2 separate regions of the Mustela erminea genome follow, and region 1 is linked to region 2. The links are chromatin contacts, called in public Hi-C maps. All regions are on one chromosome and are shown on one strand. The core of a region is the stretch at or near the end of the contact, and the rest is flanking DNA. Distances in the headings are between cores, read along the strand shown.

Evidence for each region. A called contact is a pair of places that touch in the nucleus more often than the background predicts.
Region 1: a Hi-C map of fibroblasts shows a contact between it and region 2, with 4 times the contacts expected there. The contact joins the promoter of SLC36A1 here to the promoter of ATOX1 in region 2. A contact is called at or near these places in 2 of 3 Hi-C or Micro-C datasets (fibroblasts and spleen).

The regions. Positions count from the first base shown.
Region 1 is chr3:121,715,092-121,718,884 of mMusErm1.Pri, forward strand. SLC36A1 (proton-coupled amino acid transporter 1) reads right to left here and starts at 1,666. Exons shown (of 10, transcript XM_032337259.1): 1 at 1,530-1,666.
Region 2 is chr3:121,438,853-121,442,668 of mMusErm1.Pri, forward strand. It overlaps ATOX1 (copper transport protein ATOX1), which reads left to right and starts at 2,428. Exons shown (of 4, transcript XM_032337253.1): 1 at 2,428-2,576. The coding sequence starts at 2,481.

The sequences.
Region 1 (3,793 bases), core at 416-2,915, 280 kb after region 2:
CTTAATAGCGGCATCACAGCAGCCTCTTCTTCACACAGCCTCCACCCCACCGTCTCAAACTCCGAGGAAAAGACCATCGCTTTGTGTCCTCTTTACTTCCTCCACATCTTTAAAGAAAACATACTCTCAACGTACAAGTTAATTACTGTGGACAAGGCTCTCGACAAGAGTCAAAGAAGGCCTTGATCATGTTTAAAGTGATTAAAGACAGTCGAAATCATTCTCAGCTGCCAACATTTAGATTGGACTTAATACAGAGATAAAGAAAGAGGGGGATCTCATGGTAACCTAGAAATGAGTGGAGTAGGGAGACTGCTTCCTGGACAACTGGATTAACCCTTGTCACAAGGCGACAGTAATGTACCCAGGGGAAAACCCGCTCGGATTAGAAGACAAACAGAGCTAAACGTACAGAATGTCAGAGCAGAAGAGGTCCTTAGGGATTCAACTCCATCACTGTATTCCAGGATGGGAGTCACCCAAGGTTGCAAAGCAAGTGTCAGAGTTAGAACAGTATCTCCCAATTCCCCAGTCTTGGTTCTTTCCATCACGCCACGACACTATCTCATTTCAGCAAACCTCCAATGGTTGCATCCAAATAGCCAACATTCTCCAAAGGAGACAAGCAAGCTACAGAAAAACTAAAGCCGGGGCTTTACATTCTTCAGGTTAACCCCAGGGCTCTCCACAACCCCTGCTGGGAGCCACCTACCCACCCAGGAGCTTACTCCAATTCCTATTTCGTATTTCGGCACCATTTACACAAAATAGCAGGACGTTGGAAGCAAAACCTACAGAGTGATGAGGCTGCAGAAAAAATCGTGAACACTGAAACAGGGAACCACACCCAGAACCAAGCCAATCCGGGGATGGAGAATGCAGAGCTAAAAAAAAGGGAGCGCCAGAAGAGGAGAGGACGGGAGAGGGTGCCGTTCACACGTCAAGCTGTCTGCAGGAGGCGGTGTGCTGAAAAGCAAGCCGCTGCTGGAGCCTGGGGAGACTTGGATTCTAGTCGCAGGGCTGCCACTAACTCACTGTGTGACCTTAGGCAAGCCCCGAGCCTCGATTTCCCCAACTGTCCTAGAAGGGGGCTGCACCGGCGGGGGGGAAGGGGTCCCAGTTCTGGAGCTCTATGACCTGAAGACCCACCATCGCAAGTCCCCCAAGCAGGGTTCTCACAGAGGGCGCGTGACCTGCCCGAGGCGACGGGGCCCCTTGGGGAAGCGTGGAAGAAGCCCTGGCTCGTCGTCTGGCTGACCCTTCCCAGCTCGCTACCTCAGTTTCCCCACCTGTCAAACGGCAAGGGGAGGTCAAGGGAGACTGCCGCCAGACAGTGCTCGCCTCATCCCGGGAGGGGTGCCCGAATCTTATCATGGCTGAGGGTGGGAAGCCGGGGAGACTCGGACCCGCACCCCAAGTCGGTCAGTGCCTGACCCCGAGCATCCGCTGCGCCCCCGAGGAAGGCGACGTGGGTCCCGCCTGAGACAGTGACTCGCCGGCAGCCCCGGCCGGTCAACGAGAAGACTCACCGCTCGAGCTCCGGCTCCGGCTCCCGCTTCCGTGCAGCCCACCTGTCCTCGCCTCAGCGCCGAGCCCCTGCCATCCCCCTTAGCTGCCGGGGCTCGCGGCTTCCGGGCCGCGTCACGTGACGCCGGAGCCTCAGCCGGAGCCCCGGGTCACGTGTCCCCGCTGGCGGTAGCTCCCCTTCTGTCACGAAGCTCCGGAACCCGGCGCTGCAGCACCACCTGGCGACCAGTTGTTGTCATTGCAGGCAGGGCGGTGCTCGGGGGGCCTGGGGCCTGGGACAACGGGGCGGGGCGCTGAGCTCGGAGCGCTGCCGGCGAGTCCCTTGAGCTCTGTCCCCTGAGCCCTGGGCTCCTGTCTACACACGCGGCGTTTTCCTTACCACGTCGCGGGGAGCATATGTCGCTTTTATAATACAAAAAAAAGACATCTTTAAAAAAAAATCACCTATCAGGTTTTTCGAAGCTTACACAAACCCATTTGTGGTTGGTTGCTCGTGGAAATGGGACTGTGTGAGGTAAGACAACATTATCTTTTCAGTATATTTAAACACTTAAGTCACATTTTTAAATGGATGGCAACATTTCAGGATGTTTGAGGCGTATGTGTTATCTAGCTTTCTCTTGCCTCCTTTGCCCTGAATTCTCCCTTTAAAAATTATGTAACTAAAAAATAAATAAATAAAATAAAAATTATGTAATTATTCACACACAAAAAAGAATAAACTACTGATACGGCTACAAAATGGATAAGTCTTAAAACAATTGTGCTGAGTAAAAGAAGTCAGAAAACATATTCCATTTATTTCCTATTTTAGAAGATGTTAAATAATCGTCAGTGACAGAAAACACATCAGTGGTTGCCTGGGAGTAGGTGGGGAGGTCAGGAGAGGAGAGATTATGAAAGGTCATAAGGAAACTTGCCAGGTGACAAATATTTTCACTACCTTGATAGTGGTGATGATTTCACAAGTGAATATAGATTTAAATTACCAAATTATACACATTCAGTACGTGCAGTTTAAAAGAAATAAAAAATTTAAAATATGTGCAATTTATTGTATGTCAGTTATACCTCCATGAAGCTGTTAAGATAGTCAGTAAAAATTATATAATACATGAGTATATTCTTAGAAATGTTAGACAATATATAAATATATAAACAGTGAAAAATTCCCTTCTTCCAAATTCGCTCTCTTCTCCAAAGAATTACACAGTTACCAGCATGTATTATTCTCCATATCCTGTATTATATATTTATAGAATTATTTGTAGAGAGAGACATACAGAGATTTGTGGTATTAAAATATAGAATCGTGAATAGCAGTACTTACTGTTTTGCTTAAGACTTCTGCTCTTCACTGTCTATACTGTCTAAATTGCTTCATATGCACACATTACTTTATATATATCCATTTAAAATCTTTATATGTTCTATAACCGATGGTACCCGTTGGTTCATTTCACCAGGGAAAGAGAGAAGAATGCAGATTCATGCTCAGTTTAAAATAGGAAGGGCAGTGAGTTCATTCCATCCCTGCAATAACCCACCAGTTCATTGCTCAGTGCCAGGAACTGTGCTTGGAATGCTTCTGAGTCCATGTCACCTCCAGGCCTTAAATCTCATTGATTCTACAGCTCTTTCTAATGTCTTAGTCAAGAAAGGCAGATCTCATGAGAACCACAGAACTCCCTGTTGGAATTACTGATGGAAGTGGGAATTTGCCTTCCCCAGTTTGCTCTTGGGGTGCATTGACATAATAAGGATTCTTTCTTGTACCTGGCCACCACACTCTCACTAGAGATGCCCTTGAAAAATAGGTGGCATCATTTTCAGATACTGTTAAGATTCTATCAACCCTATCATTATGCAGTCCTAATTAGAAATTAACAAAATTATATCTCCTTCTGACTATATAAATCCACCTCTGCTTCCACAGTTTCTTCAGAAATACAAATAAAGATTTCCTGTTCAATATGGATGCATTTATAAGTACTTTGACTCTTGTAGAAAACAATGCAAAAGGAAAAACTTTGAAAACTCTATTTTCAGGAAAGGTAGAAGATAGAATCCACAGGTACCAACCAAAATACATGTAAAGGATAACAAAAGCAGCTGAGATCAGATAGAAGCTATGAAGGACAATGGAAAAGAAACTTAAAGAGAAATAAATGGACCCAGTGGGAGCAGATCTCAGAAATGCATCAGTGAAAACATTTTGCCTGAAGATGAAGAGTTCACTTAGAGCTGTAGAGCTGTTATTTCTTTT
Region 2 (3,816 bases), core at 1,178-3,677:
GATTGAACTGTTGAGGCCTTAACCTCCAATGTAACTGTGTTTGGAGATGGGCCTTTAGAGAGTTAACAAGGTTAAATGGGGTCTTAAGAGTGGGGACCTAATCCAATAGGGCTGGTGCCCTTGTAAAAGGAGGAAGAGATGCCAGAGTTAACTCTCTCTGCTATGTGGACACAATAAGGATGCAGCCGTCTGCAAGCCAGGAAGAGGAACCTCACCAAGAACCGAATAGCCAGCACTTTGACCTGGACTTCCCGGCCTCCAGAACTGTGAGAACTGTGAGAAATGTGGTTTATTTCTCCTAGTCTGTGATATTTTGTTATAGTAGTCAGAGCAGACTAACTAACACAGGCTCTCACGCCCATCCTCCTTCCGTCCCCCATGCTGGACGTGGGCCTCTTCATTCAGGGCCAGTGTGAGTCAGCGACTCGTCCTGGCCTAGATTTATCCCTTGCATTTTGTGTTCCTTGAGCCTAGGCCAAGGGTGGATCCATCAGCCTTTTCCCTAAACTGAGGTAGCCAGCTTGTGGTCATTCTCTGTATCAGTGTGAATCTAATCAGGAGAGGGAAACCACACCATAACTTGAACAAGGAGAGTTTAAAGGTTATAATGAGTTTGTGATAATGAGGCAACAGCTAGTAACAAGAGAGCTCTAAAGACTATAGAAACGGTAGAGATACAGGAGGAGCCACTGCTGGTAGGGCCAAGATAGTCCATAGAGCATCCAAGGAAGACTTTCCCAACCCCCACGCTAGGCTGAGCTCCAGGCCTCGTGGCCCACTGAATGGCAGAGAAGTGGCTGTGATGCCATGCTTGTGGAACTTGCTAGAAATCCACCCTCTGGGCTGGAAAATTTCCCTCTAGGGTGCTGGAAAAAGCTATTCACAGAGGCACTTCACTGAAGTCAGCCTGCTATGAAAGTACACGAGGGAGGGCAGATGCTGGAGGAAGCTGCTGGCTGGTAGGTGCTGCCAGTCCCTGGGAACAGCAGGAGCCTGGTGCCGGGAAGCCATCCTCAGAAGATGGGCATGGGGCAACGGACCACATGGCAAGGGCCTGGAGAGTGAGCACACTAGAATAAGGAAGTAAATCCTTTCCCCCTCCAGTGTGTCTCCAGGACCTCTACTGACAAGCAAGGTTCAACATCCTGCCAGCGGGCAAAGGAAAAAGAAAATATTGAAAGGGTCCAGACTGGGGCACCTGGGTGGCTCGGTTGATTAAGCTTTGGCCTTTGGCCCAGGTCATAATTTCAGGGTCCTGGGATCGAGCCCCACCATCAGGCTCCTTACTCAACAGTCTGCTTCTCTCTTTCTCTGCAGCTCCCCCTGCTTGTGCACGCTCTCTGCCAAATAAAAACCTTTTTAAAAAAATTTAAAAGGGTCTAGATCCATTTTCATAGAGCAAACGTAAAGGGTAAATTGGAAGTGAAACAATGAATAATGAGCACACTTTCTCAAAAAGCTTTCATGTATTAAAACGACAGTTTTCCTCAGCCAGTGGTTCCCCAAACCAAGCAGAGGAGGGGTACTAAAAGTATACCTTGAGAGTAAGGGGCAGTGAAGCAAGGGCAAAGCCTAGAAAGCTGGGTTATTAATAAGCTGTCCAAGCAGTTCTGTTGATTCGAGCTCTCTGAAACTACTGACTCTGACAGGCAGGTTCCTTGGACTTTGCAAGGAGGGCGCACCGCCCCGATGCTCCCGTGTAAGGAGATGGGGCCTGACTGCAGGCCTGTTTCTCTGTTAGTGTCTGAGAGCACCTCTGCCTTCATGGTCTTCCCCCATGGCTGTGGATCTCATAGCCTTGTCTCTTCATTTCTCCACCTCACTTTGTGCCTGCCTCTCAAGCCCACTCTGTCTCCCCACTTGTGCACTTGCTGTTCCCTCTGCCTCCCTCCCTCCCAAATAGCTCCTCTCCCTTCTTCCGAGGAAGGTACTCTCCACCCTTGACTCTCATTACCTCCGCCCCGAGCCGCCTCCTCCGGAACCCTGTCTCCCGCCCCCAACACACCCCAGTGTGAGTTAGAGATCCTTTCTCCGCTCCCAGGATACAGCCCTTCTAACACTGCCTTTTCACCGCCTGCTTCCTCGCCTCCCGACTGGGCGACGTCTTTTTCACGAGGGCACCTTGGGTACCCAGCCCCGCGCGGTCTCCGGGTGGGGACTCATTTACCGCAGTAAATGTGATTGTCCCTTTAGGGAGGGGCGGAGTCTGCCGTCTTCCCTGCGGGGCCCTGGCATTCCCAGCCCGTAAGACACACCTGACACGGAGCAAGTGGTCTAAAAATGACCAGTTGGGGTTGGGGGCCGGCCGACCCGGCGGTGCGCGAGCCCGGGAATCTCCGGCCCCGCCCGCCACGGCGGCCAACGGCTGCCCAGCGGCTCCCCGCGCGCGGGGCCAGGGGGCAGGGCCTAACTGCCGGCCGGCCGGTGGGGGCGGGGCCTGGCGGGAGGGGCGGGTCCTCCGGGAGCCCAGCCCCGGAAGCATGGCAGCGCCTGCCCTCGGAGCCGGCAGCAGTGACGCTCCCGCACCCGACGCCGCCGCCGCCGCCGCCGCTGCCGCCGCTTCCACAGCCATGCCGGTGAGTGCCTCCTCGCTCCCGCCCCGCGCAGACCCGGGCCGCCGCCGATCGGCCACACGTCGCTCTTCTAGAGCTCGGGCGGAGCCGGGGCTTTTGCCTGCCTCTCTTCTCACTCTCTCCCCATCTACTGCCCGCTTCTGCGACCCTCCAGAAAATCCGATCCGAAAAGGGTTTTAATGTAGGAGTCAGGCCTCAGGACATTGGAGCTGCAAGGCCTCCAGGGGTTACAGACCCAATTCTTCCCTGCATAGACGGGGAAACTGAGACCCAGGGAAGGGCAGAGTCGCCGAGATCACCCAGTGAGCGGGTGGCGAGCTGGACCTGGGACGTCTAGACCCCGCGCCTTCCCGGTTTGCCCCTGTCTTCGGTAATGGCTTGAAAGGGGGAATGGGGGAGGCGCGGGTGGCTGTTGCCTCCTGGACGTGGCAGGTTTTCAGAGGTCCAGGTTTTCAGAGGTACGTGGTTTTCCTTCCTTCCCTCTGCCCACTCTGGCCCATGGCGACGCTGAACTTTTCACCGATCACTTTGAACCTGAACCCATGAACCTAGGAGACGCTAAGGGACTTGCTCAAAAGTTGCCAGTTGCTCAAAGAGAGTTTGGGTAGGAATGAGCAGGTCTTAGGTGCCTTTGCCACTCACTCAGTCTTCATGCACAAACGTGGTTGCTCAGGGTCTCGTTTTGTAGGTAAGAAACTAAGGACTTCGGCAGGTAAAAAGAGAAGCGCAGTAACTTACTGGAGGTCTCCTTTAGGCTTTGGGTGGAGTCAGAATTAAGCCCCTTATCTTCAGGCTCCCATCGCTTCAGGCCTGACCACTTGGGAAATAAATGCCAGACAAAAGTAGTTCTACCGGATTGAGAGTAAGCTGTGTTGCCAAGTACATCCTGTAGATCTTGGTTGGGGTCATGTGGTGTTAAGCAGTTTCCCCCAGGTGCCTAGTTTATGGCTCTGCTTCACATGGATACCCAGAGGTGTCCCTCAGATGCCCTGTGTCTTAGCAGCCTAGCTTTCGGGAGCTGGCAGGTAACCCAGAGGCCCTCTGGGCCGAGTCACAAACATCTCAGGTGTCATTTCTCTTGGGCCTTGCCAGGTGCCTTGAGACAGATCCTCAGACAGCACAAAGTATGGACAAAGAAGCTGACATTATCAGCCCTCCTACTTGTGGCAATGTTAGGAGGACAGCATTAATCGGCCTGTGACTGGGATAGTTGAGGTCACAAGCATTTTGGAGAGGGTGGCAG